3 separate regions of the Zea mays genome follow, and all the other regions are linked to region 3. The links are chromatin contacts, called in public Hi-C maps. All regions are on one chromosome and are shown on one strand. Each heading gives the region's core, a stretch centred on a gene start, on an enhancer-like site or on the middle of the called end of the contact. The rest is flanking DNA. Distances are from core to core; before and after follow the strand shown.

Evidence for each region. Hi-C and Micro-C count contacts between places; a contact is called where the count stands out from the background.
Region 1: a contact with region 3 is called in a Hi-C map of leaf, with 5 times the contacts expected there. The contact joins the enhancer-like site here to the promoter of LOC109943509 in region 3. A contact is called at or near these places in 5 of 25 Hi-C or Micro-C datasets (bundle sheath, ear, leaf and 1 more) and 1 of 3 datasets of contacts at active chromatin or transcription factors (leaf).
Region 2: a contact with region 3 is called in a Hi-C map of root tip, with 2.9 times the contacts expected there. The contact joins the promoter of LOC100286253 here to the promoter of LOC109943509 in region 3. A contact is called at or near these places in 4 of 25 Hi-C or Micro-C datasets (bundle sheath, ear, leaf and 1 more).

Annotation. Positions count from the first base shown.
Region 1 is chr1:228,860,840-228,863,539 of Zm-B73-REFERENCE-NAM-5.0, reverse strand. No RefSeq gene overlaps it. Among protein-coding and RNA genes, the nearest start is that of LOC118476126, 11 kb to the right of the region's middle. Within about 2 kb of position 1,354, at least 12 of the 20 cell types and tissues checked have an H3K27ac peak or open chromatin away from gene starts, as enhancers often do. A contact at or near this core is called in bundle sheath, leaf and tassel, where this site is marked.
Region 2 is chr1:229,274,246-229,276,945 of Zm-B73-REFERENCE-NAM-5.0, reverse strand. LOC100286253 (protein kinase domain containing protein) reads right to left here and starts at 1,254. Exons shown (of 2, transcript NM_001159140.1): 1 at 733-1,254; 2 at 1-622. The coding sequence starts at 1,102.
Region 3 is chr1:229,063,441-229,066,140 of Zm-B73-REFERENCE-NAM-5.0, reverse strand. LOC109943509 (trihelix transcription factor GTL1) reads right to left here and starts at 1,317. Exons shown (of 3, transcript XM_020546729.3): 1 at 251-1,317. The coding sequence starts at 657.

The sequences.
Region 1 (2,700 bases), core at 105-2,604, 200 kb after region 3:
CGGGGACGGGGAAGGGTTCTCCATCCCCATCCCCGCGAACCCGACGGGGATTAAATTTCCCCATTTAGATCCCCGCGGGGACTAAATTAATCTTATACCCGTCCCCTAATTGGGGAATTCCCCGCGGGGAATCGGGGAACGGGTCCCCATTGCCATCTCTAGTTACTACTACATATCGCCGATATGTAATAACTGAACTTTTTGTTGGGTGCTATTCTACACCACCAATATGAAAATACAAATTCAAATTAGTCAATACAGAAATCGGAACGGAATATATCCCCACCAGTGTCCTGCTACCCAAGTGACTCGCCAGTTTGACCGGCGGGCATATCGGCCGGCCGGACGTACTTACGGCCGGCCATGCATCATTAGCGCGTCGACGCTAACGAACGAACGAATTACTAGTATTCCTGAGCAGTATAGACGACGCGGCGGCTCGCGCATTTGAAGTCAAATTGCACTGCAGTTCTCGTCCGATCCAAGCAATAAGCAGCATGTCGGCCGCCGGCGCGGCTGACAGTTACCGCTGTGCCAATGCTAAGCTAATGGCGACAACAAGGCCTTGCCTTTTTACTCTGTCGCAGTCGTAACCAACTAGAGAGAATTGGTCTTCTTTTCTTTTACTGCCGATGAAGCCGTCCTTAGTCGTAGCATTCATTACCTTCGATCGGCTGTCATCAATCGAGAAGCGGCGGCAACGACTGGTCGACATGCGCATGCATGTCCGGTAGCTTAGCTGGTGGTGGTGGACTGGTGGCTGGCTGTGCATGCTGTGAAAAATGTGGACGGACACGGACGTACGTAGTGTCCGGCCGGTGCGGTGAAGAAGAACGCGGCTTCGCGTGCGTGCGTGCGCCCTGAGACAGGAGAGCTAGCTAGGCTCGCGGTTGTTTCTCCGATCCGTTTTCCCATGACGTTTGACCGGAGTGCGCGCTGACCAGCTGTTGCTATCATCGTTTCGGTTTGACCCGGCCCCCCGATTTAAGATGTTGCGCGTTCTCCAGATAAGGACGATGTCGACGCGGTTTTTTCATTCGAGGTTAGCGCCTAAATCAGGTTTTCAGTCTGCTATTTTCGAACGTCCTTTTAATTTTTAGACGAAAGGAAACGAGAGAACCTGAAGCTAGTTGCGGCGCAAAACTGGCCAACACGGTCCACCCCGCGCGCGCTTCACGATGATAAGATATGCAATAATGAAAACCACTACGCAATCGCAAAGCTAAAGTAAAAATAAAAATAATGAAGCTAAGCCTGAAGGTCGCAGTCACCCCCGCGCCAACGATGCCTTCTTTGGAGCTAGCAGAGCAGTGATAAAAGCACCTCGCTGTCGTCGGCAGCATGCATGATAGTGGCGTCACTGTTGGCCACCTTCACGTACGGCAGCCACACCACTCGTGGCTGCGGCTGCGCCAGCCTCTGCCATCACACGCGCGCGTCGGCGGCGGCATCATGGAAAAGCCAAATTCCAAATCCACCTCGTTCCCCATTCCCCCGCACGAACGTACGGAGATAGATAGCTATATATCGATCCCTGCAAGGCTGCATGACAACCCAAAATGCATCTCCGGCGGCCTTCAAAGATGGTGGTGGTCAGAGTCAGTTTCAATTGAACTGCAGTTGTTGCGAAACGAGAGGACAGAGAGACCGGCCGGCCGGCCGGCCGGCGGCAGGGGTTGGTTGAGAGTCAAAGACGAACAGCTCTCTTTCTCTATCCGGTGTCGTCGTGGTTTTTCTTAATTACAGTACACTGCGATAGATGGCACAATTATTGGAGTTGGACGAACGTGATGCATGCAATGCATGGTAGCTAGGGGAGGTGCAATTTGACTCCTCGACCGTGACTGTTAACTAAGCGTTTCTGGTCACATAGATTAGTTTGACAACCCACCACTAGCTAGCTAGGCGATAGGATGCATGCACGGCTCTCTTGCATGAGATCGTCGAACTGAACAAGGTAGTTGGACACTTGGACGACGCTGCTATCGGCCGGTTGCCCCGGCGGTTCCAGCTTAACACGTCCGTGCAGCTAGCTCCGATCCGCGCGCGTGCCGGGGCCCCGCAGAACAGGAGAGAAACACGACGACGACGATCTCCGTTGCGCTGGCAGTCAATCTCTACTATCCCTTAAGAAGGTAAGGAGGGCGTCCACCACCACGCGGCTCCGCCCTCCTCCCGCGTTGCTCCCCCCGCTAATCTCGCCGCGTGAGGCCCGTCTTCGTTCCCCCCGCTAATCTCGCCGCGGCATCCAATAGCTCCGCCCTCGCCCTCCACCCCACCTGTCCACGCTCGCGCGGCCTCCCTCGCGCCCCACCTCAATCTCCTACGGATGTCCCCGTCCTCGATCTCCTGCGGATGTCCCCGCATCTCGCGGCCGCCGTGCCCACGCGCCATCGTCCTTCCCCCGTCGTGCCCCCATCCCCCTGATGCTCGCAACGGCCAACACATGGCTACCTCCATGGCCGCCGCCTTCACTCGATATCTCTCCTCGCCCTTCCCTCTACCGCATCCATCGGATCTAGGAGCAGGACGTCGCGTGGAAGCCCGTGCCAACGCCGTAGCCTCGCAGAAGCCGCTAGCACGCTCCCTTCGACGGTAACGGGCCCTACGGTAGCGCCCTCCGCCATGCTCGCACCAGATCTAGGAGCAGGGCGTCGCATGGAAGCCTGTGCCCACGCTGGCGGCCTCGCACAAGCCGCA
Region 2 (2,700 bases), core at 5-2,504, 210 kb before region 3:
GTGCGCACCACGTCGGCCATGGACGGCCGGAGGCTGGGGTTGTCGCCGACACAGGCCGCGGCCAGCGCCGCCACCGCGGCGGCCTCGGCGGCGTCGTAGGCGGTGCCGAGCCTCTCGTCGACCAACCCGCGCGCGTCGCAGGGCGGGTCGCCTGCCCTGAGCCGCGGCGCGACGACGGCAGTGAGGAGCCGGCCTTCCTCCGCGCAGAAGGCCTCCATCCCCGTGAGCAGCTCCAGGAGCAGGACGCCGAAGCTGTACACGTCGCTCTTCTTGGTGACCACGCCGGAGCGGATGTAGTGCGGGTCGACGTAGCCTGGCGAGCCCAGCATGGTGCGCGCGGACGAGCGCGGGCGGACGGCGGCCGAGAACCCCATCCGCGCCGACCCGAAGTCGCACAGCTTGGCGGACATGGACGCGTCCAGGAGCACGTTGGACGCCTTCACGTCGCCGTGCACCACCTGCGGCTCGCAGCGGTCGTGCAGGTGCTCGAGCGCGCGCGCCACCTGCAGCGCCACCGACACCCGCCGCGCCCACGGCATCGTCCCCGCGGCCTTGCCCCCGCCGTGGAGCCGCTCGTGCAGGTTCCCGTTCGCCGCGAACTCGAGCACCAGCACGCCTTCGTCTGCGACTCGGGGGGAAAAAAAAGCCAGAGCCTTCCGTCAGCACTCAGCACAGCACAAGGAAGGCGCACTAGGCGGAGCGCGAGAAAGCAGAGCAGAGGAGATGACCCACCTTGCTGGTCGCAGAAGGCTAGGAGGCGGACGATGTGCGGGTGCCGGACGCGCTGGAGCGCGTCGAGCTCCTGGCGGAACACGCGGTGGAGGCGCTCGCTGCTGCGGTGGACCTTGACGGCGGCGAGCGCGCCGGAGAGGCGCGCCAGGTACACGGTGCTGAACCCGCCCTCGCCGACCACGGCCGAGGTGAACCCGCCCGTCATCGCCTCAACCTGCGCCCACGACAGCCCCCGCGGGCCGGCCTCGACCCCCTTCTCGGCCTTGCCGTCGGACACCCCGAAGCCCCCGTCCTCGTCGCGTTCCCGGCCGTCGGCCGCCGCATTGGCGCCACACCCGCAGCAGAAGAACCTGTACCTCTGCACTCCCATCTTGTCCAAAGAAAGTTTCTTGAACAAACCAGGGAGGAGTGGAGAGGGGAGATGACAGCGGAGGAGGACTTGTGAGGCACCTAGAGGCTTGTGGGTGAAGAAGAAGGGAGATGATGGCGCCTCTGCCTCTCTGTATTTGTTTCTCTGTGTACTTGGGGTTGGGATGGGCGGAAGGCTGATATATATATGGGAGAGGTGTATGGGGGATTCAGATTTGGTGGGGGGTTTGAACTGTGAAGTGCCAACTTATCAGGATCACAGGATGTAAACTGTGGAGGGGATGATGTAAGCAAGCGAGAAACTTGTTTATGCAGTCATTGGCATGCAGATGCAGCAGCGCCGCAGACCTGCAGTGGCAGGGATGATAGGGTGCCTGACAAGTGGACCCACCTTACTCACAAGGACAGTACTATTGTTGCCTCACCAAATATGCTATTAGGCGGGGACTCATCGATCGAACCAACCGTTCGTTATTATTATTATTATTGGTGTTATTAATCTATTCCTCCATTATCCGTGGAGCTCCATGGATTACAGCGAGACTATGCACTTGTTTAGACCGTATAATTGGACCAGTACACCAATACACGTACCGTGTGTGACGACTAGATGTATGCATGCATGATCAACAAACATATCAAGGGAGTGAGCCTGTGTCTGTCCAGCTCCAGTAGGTGTGGAAGCTTGCGGCCGATTAGGTTTCAGCTGAAGCTTAACGAATAACGACGGCACGCATCATATGGGCAAAGCCGAGGCGTGAACAGTGGACGTGGTTCCTTTCCTTGGCGATCCAGGATGTCTCGCACCCACCACTGATCGGTGACCGATGCAGCAGCAGCACTGGGCTGGGCTGGGCTGGGCTGGGCTGGGCTGGGCAGGTTCTTGAGGTGACGTTTTCCAGGGCTTGTACATACATACATCGGAAAAAGCCGGAAGCTTCAGCGGGCAGCGGACATGTCAGGTTGCCGCTGCCGAGCTCTGGTCAGCTCAAATCAGGAAAAAAGGTCCTGATGACCGGTCGCTTGCTCGCTCACCGCATGCCGCAGCAGTGAAAAAATAACATCGAGATTTAACCAGTATGGTTACTGCTACTAGTACGATAGTTACGGCGACTGGCCAAGTGTTAGGTGAAAAACCGGAGCTCTTATTTATCCTGCCTAGACATGTCCAAATGGACCGGCCCGCCAGTGGGCCCGTGACCCGGCACGGTCGTGGCCCGGCACGAGCACGGTCCAGCCCGACTAGAACCGTGCCCGGGCCGGCCCGGTCCGATAGCCGTGTCGGGCTTGGGCTAGTCTTCTGGCCCGCGGTGCAGGCACGGGCCCGGCACGATTAATTAGTAGACACGATAACGGCACGTTTTAGGACCTTATTTTGTAACTGTCAGTCTGTTTTTAGCTATAATACTGATAATATGTTATTATATAAGAGTATTCGAAATTGTTATATGTGTTTATATGTGTATCTAAAATTCTTTGTCTAAGTATGTATCTAAAATTATAAATATAATTAATTGAATTTAAACTAAATTTGAATATTATCTTTAAATTCTGAATTTTAGATTGTTTTTTGTGTGTTATAACCGTGTCGGGTCTAGG
Region 3 (2,700 bases), core at 68-2,567:
GAGCTATTTTAAAATGGAAAAAGCCACTGTTCTCGTGAAGGATGGGTAAGGAAAAAAGCACAAAAGAAGTGTTCTTTAGCCGGGTAAGTAGTAGTTAATTAACTGGGCCTGCTAACCAAATCGGCGCCAGGGGCCGGTCCCGGAAGGCCGACGAGATTTCATGCAGCATCCCGCCGACGAGAATTCCGTTGCGGAGGCGCGCCGGGACGACGTACGGCGTGGCGAGCGATTCAGCTAGCTAGTTACGTACCTGGAGACCTGCTCCCAGAGGGGACCCTTGAGGGTGGCGTCCCGGAAGGCGGCGTCCATGTCGGACCGGATCTTGAGCAGCTCCAGCGTCTCCTGCCGCGGCCACCGGTTGCCCGCCGAGCCGCCGCTGGCGCCCTCCTCGCCAGCTGCTGCGGCGGCCAGGCCCTCGGCGTCGAAGCCCACGGCGCCGGCGCCGGACGCGCCGAGCTCGTCGTACTGCTTCGCCGGCGTCGATGCCGGCGGCCGGCTGCTGATGGGCGACGGCGCCTCCGCCAGCGAGATCCGCTGCCCGGCGCCGCCGGCCGGCGAGAATGGCGGCGGCATCTCCACCTGCTGTGCGCCGAACTGCTGCGCTGGGCCTCCACCGCTTGCCCCGCCGCCTCCTCCCCCGTGCTGCTGCTGTTGCATGCTAACAGCACCTGCTCCCGCACACGCGCACTTGTGCACGTCGCCCGGTGTTACCACGGGGGAATGGAGGTCGTGAGACGATCAGTACATGAGGGGTAGGTGAAAAAGGTGGGAGGCAAGGACAACTGGGAAGAGGAGAGACGGACCTCAGAGGGATAAGAGTATGGAGAAGGGAAGGAGGCCAGAGAGGGGGGGGGGGGGGGGGGGGGGGGAAGGGAAAGAGATGCAGAAGAAGGAAGTAGCCAGAGAAGAAGAAGGGGGAGGAAGCACTAATAGTACTACAGGAACGCTGGCAAAAATAAAATGTACTCCTTCAAGAGGAGGAAGATGAGAGGAAAAATAATTAAGATACCATCAATAAGTAGCCTCCAATAAATAATAGGGAGGATGGGAGAGAGAAAGATGAGGAGAATATGATATCTGTGATGAGGGTAAGGAAGACGATGGGGGTATGTAGGGTGAAGGAGAGAGAAGATGAAAGTTGAGAAATGTTGAGTACTGCTGCAGGAGAGAGATAGAAAGATGGAGAGGTGTGCAGAAGATGATGAGAGGGATGATGTGGGAGATAAAACAAACAAGATGCTGCGCTGTCAGGGGGGCTTTACCTCCCTGCCTAATACAACTTATTAGTAAAAAACCAAAAGGACAGAGGAGAGAGGGAGAGGAGTGTGGGGCAAAAAATGGTAGAGAGAGAAGCATGTGAGGCAGGAGAGACAGGGAGGGAGTGCTGGAAACTGTGGGATGAGTGAGAAAGGGGTGAGAGAGATGGGGGAGGCTTGTAATAAAAGGGAGAGGGGCACAAATACCCTCTCTACAGAACTCCCCTACCTCAATCCCCATGAAGGAATATGTTGGATTCTGTGATCATCTTAGTTATTTTGCTACATACTAATACGCGGTAGTCATTTGTTATGCATAAGATTATTACTGGGCTTGAAATACAGTAATTTTTGGATGTTATCTTGTGCCCATGGTAACTATACGTATAATAACATCCGGTAAATATACAATAAAAGTTATGCATATTTACAAAGAATATAATACTAACTAGCTGCTCTATGTGGTGGCAACTAACCTAAGGTGCAACGACTATTACGCCCCGTTTGGATCACTGGAATTGAATTCCATTCTAATAATAGTAATTTATGCATATATCAATTAAGCTAATTCATTTTTATACAAAATATATTTGTATACTATTATTAGCAAGATGTCCTAGATATTTATGTGCTACATTTTTATTATAGAGGAGTAGAACGAAGAGTGTCATGTAAGTTACAGATTAGAAACAAATTCTAATCATGCATAAAATCATTTCCTATCCTCCACCCTATGAATTTTAGATAGGCTTATATCTGAACTTTGGAAAGTGGTGGAATGCCAAATTCGAAACTAAATAAGTTACTTTATTGAGTGAATTCCAATTCCTTTAAAATGAAGGGATCCAAACGCCCCGTTAGAGCAATCAGGGGGGCATCAAAACAAATTACCTTGACCCAAGGTTCATTTTGTAGACGAAAATCCACAGATGAGATAAAATAGCAAATAAACTTTAACAATTATACATACAAAACAAAACTAGTTAGAGTAGAAAGAAAACAAAACAGATACTATAAAGGCAGTATAGGGCTGTGATGAGGCAGACAAGACCACATTATAACAGCTGTAATGTGGGCCCTCCCGGAGAGCGAAAGAGGTGCAGAACGTGCACGGCGATTAACGCGGACCCCCAATCCCCCCACACCCCAAATCCACCCCACCAAAGTGACGTGAAGGATAACGCCACTGGCTTGTGGGACCAAAGCATCCACCGGGCCCATGAGTCATGTGCAAAGCGTGGGGCTAGATGCGTGCCAAAGTGGAGCAGGGGAGTATAAAAATGGCCATGCATTGGCATGTTGTGGTTAATCCCTCACTTTCCAGGTAATAATAAATGCTCATGTGGCCCTTTTCAATGATTAGGCATAAAAATCTGGATGATTAATTAAGTTAACCACCCCAATTATATCATTCCCCGCTTAAGTTAGTGTTGGCCTTCATTTC